Regions from separate parts of the Zea mays genome. Here region 1 is linked to region 2. Evidence: chromatin contacts called from public Hi-C data. All regions are on one chromosome and are shown on one strand. Each heading gives the region's core, a stretch centred on a gene start, on an enhancer-like site or on the middle of the called end of the contact. The rest is flanking DNA. Distances are from core to core; before and after follow the strand shown.

Region 1 (7,936 bases), core at 3,570-6,069, 290 kb after region 2:
CGCCTCGCCCGACCCAGGGGCTCGGGCTCGGCCTCGGCAACGGAAGACAGACTCGACCCCGGCTTCGGAGGAGCCCCCACGTCGCCCGACCTCGGGCGCGGGCCCGCCACGTCAACAGGGAGCGCCATCATCACCCTACCCCGAGCCGACTCGGGCCGCAGAGAACAAGACCGGTGTCCCATCTGGCTAGCTCCGCCAGATAGGCAATGATGGCGCCCCGCGTGCCCTGTGACGACGGCGGCTCTCAGCTCCCTTACGGAAGCAGGGGGACGTCAGCAAAGACTCGACCGCTCCAACAGTTGTCCCTCCGCCAGGCTCCGTTGCTCCTCCGACAGCCACGACATCATACCAGCAGGGCACCAAGATCTCTCCGGCTGCCACATTGGCATGTACTTAGGGCGCTAGCTCTCCCTCCGCTAGACACGTAGCACTCTGCTACACCCCCATTGTACACCTGGATCCTCTCCTTACGCCTATAAAAGGAAGGACCAGGGCCTTCTTAGAGAAGGTTGGCCGCGCGGGACGAGGACGGGACAGGCGCTCTCTTGGGGCCGCTCGCTTCCCTCACCCGCGTGGACGCTTGTAACCCCCTACTGCAAGCGCACCCGACCTGGGCGCGGGACGAACACGAAGGCCGCGGGATTTCCACCTCTCTCACGCCCGTCTCCGGCCACCTCGCTCTCCCCCCTTCGCGCTCGCCCACGCGCTCGACCCATCTGGGCTGGGGCACGCGGCACACTCACTCGTCGGCTCAGGGACCCCTCGGTCTCGAAACGCCGACAGTTTTGAACTTCATTGGTGGATTTTGCCTGGGTAATCTCCTTCTTCCTCTTATTCTCTTGTAAACAACCTGCTATGTTATAATTTTAATTGAAAGTACTAGCTTTGTTTGTTGTTGGATTTGTAATGGAGGGCCATTTTCAACTTCATTTCAATGCCAATGTCCATATATGACATATTCTGGTAAAAAATATAGAAGGTAATGTTTATGTCTGTATTTGAATTTGGTGGCTAATTGGCCAAGCACACACTGAAGCCTCCATGACAACACTACATGTGTGGATTGTGAGTAAGCCCACCTACATCAACTCGTATATTGTTGTGCCAATCGAAGGGAATACTTTGCCTTGTGGTTCCATTTTTCCGATGCTTAACTCACAATTCGATCTGAAGCAAGAGTTAAGTTTTGACATCAAAAGGCAAGAAATTTTCATTGCCAAAAAACAATGTGTTGTGTGAAATTATTTATCCATCCAAAGTTTCATTTGTGGCACACCTCATGCATCACCCATTTCCTAAACTGAATGTTACTTAGTAGTACTTCCTATTGCTTACTCAACAGTTTGAAATTAAAAGGACCATACCAAAAGGTTCGATGTAGTCTAGCTCTAAGGATTTCAAGGCTAAAAAGATATTTGTTGGTGGGCTTCCCTCAACACTAACAAAAGGCAATATAAGTATGGCCTATGATGGATCAGTCTTGAGTTGCATCGATTTTGCACCGGTGATTGTTCTGTTTGTTAGCCATGATCAGACGAATTCAATAGTTTCTTTGCAAGATATGGGACTGTGGTAGACCGCCATATTATGTTTGATCATGAAACCAAAAGTTCTCAAGGCTTTGGATTTATAGTTTTTGCTTCTGAGCAAGTTGAAGATGATTAGTTAGCAAATGGAAATATGGTTGACCTTGTTGGTTCAAAGGGTGAGTCTGCAGTTCATTATTGAAATGACATCAATGGATGTCTTCTCCATCGTGTATCTATGGTGTAAAATACTAAAATATGTAAAGTAATGTTATGCTCAGACATGAAGTGGAATGAGGATCAATGGTCAAGCATCAGAAATTCAGTTGAGCTGACTAAGTTTATGTAACGTTGATGCTGGATCAGAGAATTGTATAGAACTTGATAGGGCGCTCCTAATTCTAGTATATATAAAATCTCTAGCAAGAGTACCGGCAAATACCAACGTAGACTTGTTTGCGAGCAAAAGATTAGAGAGGGGCGAGAAGGATAAAATCTCGTTACCACCAATTTAAAGTGGTAGAAAAAGGGGACGAAAATATCTCAAAAGTTGGCAACCTGCATCACCTCGAGCTAGCTAGAGGGGCCAGTTGGCCCCCACTTTATAGTTTTGGCGATGCCCTTTTCATGGCACGTGAAGAGTTGGTAAAACCGAGAGCAAGACAGCAGCACGGTCCGGGGCATCCGTAACCGTAGTAGCATGAGAGCAACCCGCGGATCCAAAGAACGCAAGCGGGGACGCGGGGGCGGCGGGCCAGTCCCGGAGACGAGACGAACAGAATCACGCGCTGCTGGCGCTGGTCCTCCCTCGCCCGCTGGCTAGGCGCTACTGGGAAAGTGGACACACGCGCCCCGCGGGGCCCGCGCGCAAGCAGAACGGCTCTATGTCTTGTCGCGGGATGTGTCACCCGTGCTCCATGCCGTGCGGTGCCCCCACAGCCACAGGCAAAGCCATCAGCAAGCAGGCAGGCGAGCAGCGACAGCGACGCGCCCCGCGAACTCATCGCTCGCTGCAAAGAAAAGGCATCGCCCCGCGTCCGGCTTGACCGCTTGTGCCGTGCTGATGCCTCTGGCAGTCTGCCCACTGCCCATCCCTCGCCTTTGAAAAGACGAGCAAAGCTGAGCACAGGACAGGACAGTGTACGGGGGTACTAGACTAGACCACCCGAAGAAAAAGGAGTGAGCGCCGTGTACGGGGTTGGAGCGCCCCCCGGGATAGGCGGATAGCTGCTGCCACGGTGACTGTCTCCTCCTTCCACGGTTTTGCCAGTCGCCACGCAGATCTCGCACAGCACAGTTGTGCCAGCCAGCCACGCCCACGCCCCGGCAGACGGGGGGGCAGTGACGCTGATGCGTCAGTGCCGGCGAGGGCCAGCACGTCCACGTCCACCAGGTACGTCGTCAAACAGTGGTTGGTCTCGCGGATTCCTTTCCTTGGCGTACAAAACAAAAGCCTCGTTGGCTGGCCCTGGCCGTGGCGATACGCATGTGCACGTCGGCGTCGATGTGCACCGCTGGGTAGCTGCCGCATGAAACGGGCCTATCCTACCACGTTCCCCGGTTCCCGTATGACCACGCCACGCCGCTTTGCTGCGTCCTACTCCTGCGTTGAGGTGGACGGCGCACCAGACCAGTTGGTTCCCTGTCTGACACGGGACGAAAACAGATAGGCAGGCAGAGCCGGTGGCGTGTGCGTGTTGACACGGAGGGGTTGCGCGCGCGAGACGGCGGCGACGGCGTGACGAGTGAGGGACAGAGCTAGCGGAGAGAACGTACACTCATCACTTAGGGGGTGTTTGGTTGTCCTGCTAAAGTTTAGCTCAGGTCACATCAAGCGTTTGAATTTTAAATAGGAGTATGAAATATAGACCCAACCAACTGGACTAGGGGCCTGTTTGTTTACCCCCCAGATTATATAATCTGGATTAAATAATCCTAAGAGGCAAACAAACAGTCTAGCTTATTTGCCCAGATTATATAATCTAACCTCTTGGATTATGATAATCCATAAGCAAGTGAGGAGGTGCTTATTTCAGATTATTTTTTTCCCACTTCCCCACTACCCTTTCAAGTTTCCTAGAAATTACCCACCATTGCCATTATAATCTACCGAATCGTTTTTGCGCCTATCGGATCGGAGAAGCCCGTCGCCCAACAGAAACACGCCAGATAATCTGGGTAAACAAACATGACTACTCAGATTATATAATCCAAATTATATAATCCAGATTATATAATCCTCCAAAAATAATCCAGATTATATAATCCATTGGGGTAAACAAACAGGCCCTAGATTCGTCTCGTCTTTTAATCTTCGGCTGACAAATTAGTTTTATAATCCGACTACATTTAATACCCGGAACGGAGGTTCAAACATTCGATATGACAGAGGCTAAATTTTAGTTTGGGGTAACCAAACACCCCGTGTTTAAAAGACGAGACGGGGTGTTTGGTTACCCCAAACTAAAATTTAGCCTCTGTCATATCGAATGTTTGAACCTCCGTTCCGGGTATTAAATGTAGTCGGATTATAAAACTAATTTGTCAGCCGAAGATTAAAAGACGAGACGAATCTAGTCCAGTTGGTTGGGTCTATATTTCATACTCCTATTTAAAAGTCAAACGCTTGATGTGACCCGGGCTAAACTTTAGCAGGAGCAACCAAATATCCCCTTAATCACTGCGTATGTACTTGTCGTCTATTGATTGCGACTAGGTGGTTCAGATCCGTCCGTCCGTCGACTGCTAGCTTCTGCCATGGTACATTGAAGGACATGGTCAGAATTTATTAATACGTGTGCAACTACAACTACAAGCGCTACGCAAAATGCAGCAGCTACTCCCGTGAAAAAGGTAGCAGGACCGATCAAACGAACCGAGACGAATTTCAGGTCAAAAAGACCACGTCCGGATGCTAGATTACAACACCTGATGACCACCGATGCGCTTAGCGGAGTCATGCATGCTGGCTCCTGCTGGGGGAACAGTGGCACCTAAAGCAGCAGCCTGCCGCGCACGGTGTCCAGTAAGCGCGCAACAGCAGCAGCAGCCAGCAGCGGGGGCCTCCTAAAAAATACCCGGCGCGGCGCCCTAGGGCAAAAGGAAACAGCTCGTCCAGTCCGTAGTCCATAGTACTCCATTTGCAAATTGCATTGCCACACCTCGGCTCATCCCCACCTCACCTCGGCCTCACTTCACAAGTTCACATCACGAAACAGGAGCGTCATAAAGACATGGGCGTCGCAGGGTAGCCTCAGACGGTCAGACCAGTGACGCAGCGGCAGCGGCAGCGGGCATGGGGTCCTGAGTGACCGACTGCGAAGGAGATGGCTGGAGCGCGACGGCCCCGGAGCCATTAATGGGGTGCTCATCCTCCTCCCCCTCCTCGCCTCCTCCCCGCCGGGTCGCGGACGCGGTCGGCTCCGCCTTTTAACCGGCCTGTCCGGGAGCGGGGCGCCGGAACCCTAGTGCTGCTGGTGGCACGCGGCGCGCCCCATGGGCATCGATCTCAACATGGTGGACGGCGAGGGCCACGAGCGCCGCCCGCCGCCGGTGACGTGCCGGGAGCTGTGGCACGCGTGCGCGGGGCCCGTGGTCGCGCTACCGCGCCGGGGCAGCCTGGTCGTGTACCTGCCGCAGGGCCACCTGGCCGCGGCGGGCGGCGGGGACGTCGCTGCGGACCTGCCGCCGCACGTGGTGTGCCGCGTCGCGGATGTCGAGCTATGCGTGAGTGCAGCACTACTTGCCACACATGTCTGTCCGGTTTGCGGGGCGCGGCTGTATTGAAGTTGGAGCTCCATAGTTTTGATGACGAGGCTCGCATGGCTGCGTGCAGGCGGATGCGGCGACGGACGAGGTGTGCGCGCGGCTGGCGCTGGTTGCGGAGGGCGAGGTAAAAATATCCTGTTCAAAAAATTGAACCGATTGGATTTGCATGCTCACAGGGATCGCGGAGATTCATGTTCCCCGTGTTTGGAGGAGATATGTGTGCCAGCCCTGTTTCCTTTTCTGTTAAGACTTAAGACTGCTACCACTACCAGTGTGCTGTAAGCGTTCGTACTGTTCTGTGTGCGTGCGTGTACGCTTTTAGATTTCTTTTGGCCTTGGCTGCTCAGCTTGATTTACGAATTGGGACGCCGCAGATAGATAGAAATAGACATTGTTGGTTCTATAGTTGTAATTGAGCTACTAGGTTGTTGGAATAGGCAGCTTCGTGTGGTGTGGTTTCATTTAGCATGCCTATCATACTACTATTGGCATATTTCAGACTTTTCAGTACCTAGTGAATGATTGTAGCAAGAAATATGGACGACGAAAAAAGAGCGCTTTCCATCTGAAACAATATACCATTTCTCGTCTTGTTTAGTGCATATGAACCTCAAATCTTAATGGCTCAGGCATTCGGGAGGAATCTGGGCGGTGGTGGAGTTGAAGGGGACGATGGCATGGAAGATTTCGATGCTGAAAGGAAGTCCGGGATGCTGCACATGTTCTGCAAAACGCTTACGGCCTCTGACACAAGCACGCATGGAGGGTTCTCTGTTCCTCGCCGTGCTGCTGAGGACTGTTTCCCGCCTCTGGTGATACTGCTGATCTTTTGTGACATTACTCTTGAAACTGTGTCGAGTCTTGTGCTTCGCTGCTAACCACATTTAGTTGCTTAGGATTATAATCAGCTCAGGCCTTCTCAAGAGCTGGTTGCCAAGGATTTGCATGGAGCCAAGTGGAAGTTTCGTCATATATATAGGGGTGAGATCAATTTGACTAGACAAGGAGTGACCGATAGATACCCATTTTAAAATGTATTTACTTAGTTTCAAATCAATGTCTGGCATGTCACTTCTATATGGAACCGTGACATGAATATTGCTTTCATATGATTTTGTATTTTATAGGCAAATAAAGGTTTGTTCTAAAACATATGTTTCATTTAACATAAATGTTGCATGGATATTTTGATCATCAATATGAAACATGTAGCTGTTGTAGCTTCAAAGCTTTCAATTTCCTTTTTTTCTTGTTTTGGCATTGGCCAATTCTTCTTGATGTGAATTCTATTTCACATTATGCTCTTTTATGTTTTACAACTTCTGTTGTGTGCGTGTATATGTGTGTGTGTTATGAAATATTGATATGTTCCTGGAATACTATGTGCACTACAGAGCCAAAGATTACTTGCAATGTGCTGTTCATTACTCCCTCTGTCAAACAATCTTATGTTTGACTAGATTTAGAAAAGATATTACTACATTTGGGTCTTCAATTAAATTTATTGTGAAAATATATTCCATGATTAATCTAGTAATACTTATTATACATCATAAATATCAATACAATTATATATATATTTGGTCAAAATTTAGATTATTTGACTCCTAAGTGAGACTTCCATTCCTTTTGCGGCGGAGGGAGTACAAGAATTAGTATATTTGAAATAATGGTCCAGCTGATATTGGTGTTGCTTTTGTCATCTATTCTGAAATCTGAATTATTATTATGATGGAAGCCGAAGCTCTTTTATTTTCTTCAAGTTCAAGCAACTAATGAAGTTTATTTGCATTCCAGGTCAGCCTCGTAGGCATCTCTTGACTACTGGATGGAGTTCATTTGTCAATAAAAAGAAACTGGTTTCAGGGGATGCTGTGTTATTTCTCCGGTAAGCAGCTGAACCATGTGGTAGATATTAGTGCATTGTGTATCTTTATTAAGCAAACTGTCTTTTTCTAATATTTGTAGAGGTGATGACGGTGAACTAAGGCTGGGTGTGCGGAGGGCTATTCAGCTTAAAAATGAGGCCCTTTTTGAAGATTTCAATAGTGACAGCACAAAGCGGCATTCTTTGACGGCTGTAGCTGATTCCTTGAAGAACAGAAGTGTTTTTCACATTTCTTACAATCCAAGGTGAAAATACAGTCAATTTGACTTTATATCAAACATGTCCTGAATTGCTACAATTTGGCATGTTGATAAGATGACCTACTGTAAGAAGTTCAACAGTTACAAGTTATGCAGTGATTGTGCTTAAAACTTAAACATTGATATGTTGGGCAACTTCTTACTCTCCTGGGAGGATTTCCCCCACATTGGGGTCAAAAAGTTATGTGATCTGAATCCTTTTTTAGACATATATATAATATAAATATAATGTGTTGCCAAAGTTACTCCATGATATAATATTTTTTCTTATACTATATAACGAAATACCAGTCAAAATTCTTGCAAAATTAAGACATGTTTCAATACCTGCCAAGTAAAAAACTCAACCTACGGAGGGCAAGACAGCCTCCGAGTATTGTATTAAGAAGAAGACCTTCTCACAGGTCGAAAAAACCCCCGAACCCATGCCCCACCTATACACAGCGACATCGAAGCCCATGTGAGAACGACCGCGACCGGGGCTGAGCCTTAGA
Region 2 (6,990 bases), core at 226-2,725:
ACTTTTTTTGACAGTGTATCTAGCTCCTTCTATCTTTCTTTTCTTTTACATTAATAACAGGGTACCCTTATTACAATGGCTGAATCTATCAGAATTTCTGGGCTTGCAGAGACCGAATAACATCTCATCTCGAGCTGAAGCTTCCCGCCATAATCGTCTAAGAGAAGTTTTTTTTTTCAGACCATTTTGTTCCACGGCATGGATGCAAATGCATCATGCATGCGCGCGCGTCCTTATCGATCTAGGACGTTTGACGGAGAGCTGCTAAATCGTGCTTGCACAATTGCACATGTATGTACGTAGTAATTTCTTGCGCAATGTCCATTATTATATGCATGCTAGTGTTTACGCTGAAGGTAGAATATAATTGGATTATTTACGCTGAGCAAGAATGCAGTCGTAGAAGCTTCATATACGTACTATCGATATTATGTATAGTAATTGTGCGTGTATACGTACCTGCAGTGTTGTGACGCTGCGCTCGAGCTCGGAGATGTACTGCAGCTTCCTCACCCGCGACCTCTGAGCCGACTGCCGGTTGGCAAGGATCCTGCCAGAATTTCAAGCCCGCCGGCCGCGTTTCAGTCCACAGATCAAGATGGATTACCTACCGCCTGCAGGAGAAACGCATTGTTTGCCTGCGCACAATTACGGGCGGCGCACGCATGGTGTGCTAGCTCGTTCGATCGGGCTCACCTCTTCACCCTCTTAGGGTCCCGGATGAGCTCCGTGGAGGCGACGACGGCAGCTTGTCCTCCAGTCGCCGCCGGCGCTTGCGCATCCACGACTCCGTTCTGCTCGCCGCCGCCACTGCCGGTGGAGGGAGCGCCTCCCGCCGGGCCGCCGCGCGCGCCACGCTTATCGCCGTCGCTGTCGCTGCTGCCGCCGTTCTCGGACCCGGCCGCGGACGACCCGCCTCCGCCGGCCTCGTCGGGTGGGAACATGGACAGGAGCTGGTCGTCGTCGAGCCGGTCGAACTCGCCGGCCCCGCCGTCGGCCGGCGCCACCTCGACGAAGGCGACCGAGTCGCTGAGCGACCTGCGGTGCGCGCCCCGCCGCGCCGCCGCGAACTCGGCGAAGTCGTCCGCCCACGCCGCCGCCGCGCCGTGCTGGCCCCCCTCGGGCCAGTGGTGCACCTCGGTCGGGATCCTGGGCGGCAGCTGCTGCGCCATGCAATGCAACCGGCGGCTGGCCTCGCGCGAACAATGTGCGCGGCGGCTCTCGGTCTTAGCCGCGCCGCCAGCAGTGCGTGCTCTCGCTAGCTCTTGCGATTTGGCGCCGGCGCCTGCTGGAGTTTGGTTTTATATATAGTGGTGCTGTGCAGTAGCCGGGCGGGCAGCTTGTGCCGGGGCGAGGACGAGCGAGGGGCATGGAGACGGATGGGAATTGGAACCGGAGGGTCAGTCACATGGGACGAGACTTTTGGAACATGAGGACAGCCTGCGCCAGCTAGCTAGCTAGCGATCCAGTGGAGTGGACGCTCGTTTCGAGTGGCAGCGAAAGCTGAAAAGGGGCAGAGGCAGGCAGTTATGTAGGTGGGCAGGGAATCCCCGTCCACGTGCCGCTGTCCGCCCGCCCGCCCGCGGATCCACCGCTCCTCCCTCGTTTGCTGCCTTGGGCGAGCCGCGAGCGTGGCGACACTGCGGGCGGGCGCTAGAAACGGACCAGCGAGCGGTTGTTGTGCCGCCTAAAAATGGCCGCGTCACTGTCGCCATGCAACGACCGTGGCGCGGGCAGTGGCACGGGTGGGATCGTGTGATGCCGGCCGCCGGTACTTGAAACCAAGCGATTATTTAGGCAATTAGCTAGGGAGAGCGATTACATGCATGTCGTTGTGTTGATCACATGCCGGGACACGAGCTTCGTTTTCATGCAGGGCGCCGTGTCACGAGGATGCGCCCTGCTGGACCACCGCCATGGATGGCCGAGTGATGGCCGGCTTGATTTGTTTGGTGGTGACTGGTGACTTGTGAGCAGGCGATTCTCCATGCCGAGGTGAATCGGAGGTAGCGGCGGCGGAGATGGAGCTGGGTGAGTGCCTAGCACTGCCGGTACAAGAAGCAAACGAAAGTCGCCTGGTCGGCCGTGTCCTCGTCTGGAGCCTGGAGGTTGGAAGGGCGCCTTCACTTGCTTCCATAGTCTGCGCTGCGGTTCGTGTCAGAGATCTACGTAAATAAACAACGGACCCTTTGGTGGCAGCTTTGCGCCCCAAAAACCACTGCGCCCGTATCGTTCCGGCAGACAGCAGCATGTTCGCAAATCCCCTCGGGATCAGAGATCTAACCGTGTGTCCGTCTTTTTCCTCGCCGTCGCTGTCTCTCGCCACTCGGGCTCCCTACTAAGCGCGCTTTCCCTGTTCGGCAGCCAGGATCCAAACCAGTCAGTAACAAAGCCAGCCCAGGATCAAGTGAATCATAGGTTGTCACTCATTCCTGTCACCAGCTCGTTTCCAGATTCGGAACCAGTCCGGAAGGTAGGTGACCTGGACTCGTTCCGGGCCGAGGATTGAGGGATGGGAATTAAAATCAGGCGGGTTTGTTAAACGAACAACTCTAGGAGACTGGACCAAATTCTAAACTGGACTGATTCGTTCCTGCCGGAATGAGGCACGGAATGGGCTTATCCAGCCAAAACTAACGAGGCCTTAGAGTGTTTGGTTGCCCCAACTAAAGTTTAGTTTATTTAGCATCGAATGTTTTAGTCTAATTATAAAACTAATTACACAGATATTGACTAAAAGATAAAATAGACTTATTAAACCTAATTAAGTCTTTATTTAATATTTGTAATTAATATTTAAATAGTTGATGAGATAGGAACTAAACTTTAGCTAGGGCCTAGAAGATACACGAGTTTCAGGATCCAGGAAAGTAGGAAACCGAGTGGCATCTATAGGTTGCCAATGAATCGTGCCTGAGACCAGACCATCATATGCCGTGTCATTTTCGTCGGGACGAAGCACGACACTATTACACGTCGGGTAGTGTCGTGCCATCACGTGGGCATGAGGATTGGCCCAAACACAGCACTGTTGATTTATCTAGATCCTGCAGACAGGTAGTGCTGGCCCAGGACCTGCTCGCTCCATACAGTGTACGACGGGAACTGCAGAAATCATAGATTCATAGTTTAGAAACGGTAGGAATCAGATTCAGATTGAAATACCCGAATGCAGTGAACAGAATTAGCAGCTTCAGTTTGATTACTGTCTTGATGGGCCATGTGTAGGTCTCTCTTGTGGCCCACTATCTAATTTGTGTCGTGGCTAGTGTGCCTAGCACGATGTAATCTATGTCATGGTTTTTTATGTGAGCCCGTGCTGGGCCGTGTCGGGTGGCCCATTTACACTACTGTCGCTGGTGTAGCTGCGGAAAAGAAAAAAAAGGCTTGTGACGGCCGACGACGGGGCACGCGGGTGGGCTAGTCGGCGGCGAGGATGCTGGGGGGTCGCCGCCGCCGCTGGATCCTGCTCGAGACTCTGCTGCCAGTGACTGGCGTGCTAGGCCGTTTGGTGAAAGTAAAAGCGAAACGAACGAGCGCAATTCGGATTCTGTTCCGGCCGCTATGCAAAGGTCGGCCGCTGACTATTAATTCTGTCAATCGGCTCTTCCTAGACACGTGTGTGGCTCAGTGATGCGACTAATCACCGTCCCGTCGGTTTCTGGCTGGGGCACCCACCACCCAGTCTATCTCACGCCTCGCTTTTGTTACTCCCAACCCAACCGATAAGAGCTCTTGTCGTTTATGCCAAGTTCAGGACGTGGACCATCCATCGATCGTGGAACAAGTTGGGCGAGCATGCGTGGGCAAATATCTGCGTGTTGGAAATTAGCTATACTCCCAATTAAGACTCCAGCTTGCATGTACGTACACCAGCCAGCTAACTCTCTGCTGATGCAGCACCTGTGGTGCTGACTGCTACATCTGTTAAGTTCAGTCCGCCTCTCGTTTCAGATAAACTCTACTGGTTTCCTTTTGCCCATCATGATAAACTCTATACTAGAGTTGTTCAGCGTAACAAAGCTATACCGTCTTTAACACATGTTTCTTTTAGGTGCGGATCTTTTTTTTTTTTTTTTTGGTCCCGCTCATGGTGCTTACTTGATTCTCTGTCACTCTTACGGCCGGTCTTCCCACCAAATCTCTCTATCCGATCCGGCCAGGTTCCAGGAAAGAAAGAAAGAAAGAGTCATGATCTCAGGGGAAAAAGTGTAATCTAATTACAGATGATACAGGCATACAGCCGCTGTCTCTACAGATGAGATAGTCTGAACACTGTACAGACTGCTACTTGTCCTGGTGCGATGCCATTGTACTACCTAATTTAGCCCTGCTAGTGTTAGCCTAATAAGGTTAGATTACACAGTAGCAGTACTACTAATCATGGGTGGGAAGCATGGAATTGTTCTTATCTTTTGCTTTTATCCTTAATCTTCGATGGCCGAATCTATTCCTGCCATCGAACGGTTCAGATTGCACCGCCGCCGGAGCACAGACAAAACAACCGATTCCCCACTAAAACTTGGCCACTGCTAAACCAAAAACAAAAACGCTAGCTCGCCATGCTTATCTCGCTCTGCCCACAGCCACGGTGTACGCGGGAGACGCCTCGTTTCTCTGCACATTCAAAATCAGCCACCGGGAGGGAGGCTGCACTGCACTGCACTATCCTATCCCACATGGAAATGGAACTCGATCTGGAACAATGCTCTCACGGTCACGAATCCGCCGACGAATTAATGGATGCCTGATCGTCCGGACCCATCCAGTCTAGTCTAGCAGCCCGTTGCCGTCACTCTCCTCCGGCGACCCAACCGAATTTTCTCGGCCCGGTACAGCGACGTCGCCGGCGACTTTCCAACTCACCCGCCGCAACTTTCGCGTCGGAGGGGGCAGCTTTTGCGTCGGACGGGCACTCGCGGCTGCCTGCTTTTCCTCCAGCAGATGCAGATGCAGATGCCAAGATCTCCAAGTAAAACAAGTGCGCAGAGAACCGGGCGGCGGGTCTGGACTCCTTTTTGGGCGACGGCGACGCGTCCGACCGCCTCCCTTCCTTCCTTCCTCCCTCTCTCTCTGACGCTGACGGCTGACCCCCGGCTGGCTGCCTGGCTGGTGCTGCGGTGTTGACTTGACTCCAGTGAGCGTTTGCGAGTGAGGAGCAGGAGGACCTGTGCATGATCGACTCCACACCCTGCTACTGGGACAAATGCGTGGTCTGGTCGCGGAAAAGAGGCGCTGGCGCGAGAGTCAACTTGCGCACGCGCGCATTCTACGACTGGTCCTTCCTTACTCGTACTACTACTCTACTAGTAAAAAATGACAACGCTGCTTATCCGGAAGGATGCGGCATCATGTTCACCCACCAATGTTCTTTCTTTCTTTATTTCTTTCTTTTTAATCTCTGTAAAAATGACAGCACTGCTTTTATATAGGGCGAGTAAGGTACACTGTACGTGGCCACCATCGCCACGTACTCACGTGCGATTCGCAGCTCCTTTTTTTTTAATAAACAAGCGGTTATTTAGAGACGAGTGCGTCCAAAATGTGCATGACCCGGCCCATCTAATATAAGCGCGTGCGGTCACGCACTGCACGCACGATGCTACCACTTGCTGAAGTGAAGTGATTGATGTCTTAGAAACTGTCTGGGATACTGAACCATTTGTTTATTTACTCAACAAAACGTGAAGCGTGCTTCTAGTTGAGTTGTGCTAAAATGAATTTTAAGCTCTTTCTAGATCGCACGAGAATGTTGTCGGCGACAATTAGCTTTCAAGTGCGTACTCTGGATTTTAAGGCCCGTACTGTACAAAGCACGCACTCCCAGGAACCAGGGTTTTGAAACAAGGAAGGCCAAAAGGAGAATCAAAGAGATCGCACAAAGTCTTGTAGCTATTGGCTGATCAAGGCTCTTTCCTCAAGGTACATTTCAGATTTGTGATCGACGTAACTCTCGCATGTTACTAGATATACTACAAACTTTGGTCAAAGTGTGAACTTGAACAAGTAAAATCAGATCTGCAACCGAGCAGAAGAAACAGGTTTCAGGAAACGACAGAACGGCGTCATGTGTCAGCGACGAGGTGGCCAAACTAACGGCAGACAGTTTTACTGTTCAAAGATACAGCAGTAGCAGATGCGCGTGGTTTCTATTAAGTTCCTCTAGTTGAGTTTTACTGTAATTGAGATTAGGAACTCTGACGACGTATCTTTAATTCAGAGGGAGTGAAGTTTGAGTGACAGCATCCAGTAACAAAAAAAAAGCAGATGCGCCAATTGGCGGACAGGCGGAGGAGAGGGAGTTTTTTTGCCTGTCATTATACGGCCTAGACTCTTTTTAATGTCTCCATTCGGGGTCTACAAATATGCGTCGAAATTTTGGAACTATATATATACAGCACATACTCTAGTATGGGCCACATTGCTTTAACTTTATTGTCACATAGCTTTATCCACTCCATGGTTTCACTTTCACATATCTTTTTTTTTCACACAGCAAAGGTGTAGGACAAAAAACTTGAAGCTTCGCATCCATGCCTTGCAGCCTGCTAATTAAGCAGCGAAACTCGAGCGAAATATATAGTGGACAAAAAAAAGGGATTGAGTTCAAATTTGAACTAAATTGTAGAGATTCGAACCATACCAATTCTTTTGAAATGGGCTCTTACATTCATCAAAAAAAGTCAAGAGCTCACAGTCACAGACCTGTCTTACTACTGCACCACTCACGCAAATGCGGGATATACAAATGATGTGGAGAACGACCAGACTAAAAAGGCCGCCTTTCTTTCCTTTTTTTTCTAATAAAAAACAATAGGCTAATTATTGACGGCAACAGAATGCTGCTGCCGTTCCAAGTCGTCCAAGTCCCCGGCGTCGGCGTGTGGCCTCCGCGGCGCCGGCCTCTCCCTGCTGAGCATCTTCATCAGCGACGCGCAGGCACCGATCCCCCTCTCCGGCGTGGAGCTGCCGGCCTCCTCCTTGACGGCG

What was found. Hi-C and Micro-C count contacts between places; a contact is called where the count stands out from the background.
Region 1: a Hi-C map of ear shows a contact between it and region 2, with 2.8 times the contacts expected there. The contact joins the promoter of LOC100502387 here to the promoter of LOC103636641 in region 2. A contact is called at or near these places in 2 of 25 Hi-C or Micro-C datasets (ear and tassel).

Annotation. Positions count from the first base shown.
Region 1 is chr8:180,703,407-180,711,342 of Zm-B73-REFERENCE-NAM-5.0, forward strand. LOC100502387 (Auxin response factor 3) reads left to right here and starts at 4,820. Exons shown (of 10, transcript NM_001365546.1): 1 at 4,820-5,252; 2 at 5,362-5,418; 3 at 5,924-6,106; 4 at 6,191-6,275; 5 at 7,092-7,182; 6 at 7,263-7,427. The coding sequence starts at 5,022.
Region 2 is chr8:180,420,338-180,427,327 of Zm-B73-REFERENCE-NAM-5.0, forward strand. It overlaps LOC103636641 (basic leucine zipper 6), which reads right to left and starts at 1,476. Exons shown (of 4, transcript XM_008658997.4): 1 at 697-1,476; 2 at 460-550. The coding sequence starts at 1,172. LOC100281917 (RING-H2 finger protein ATL2K) reads right to left here. Exons shown (of 1, transcript NM_001154836.2): 1 at 6,628-6,990. The coding sequence ends at 6,819.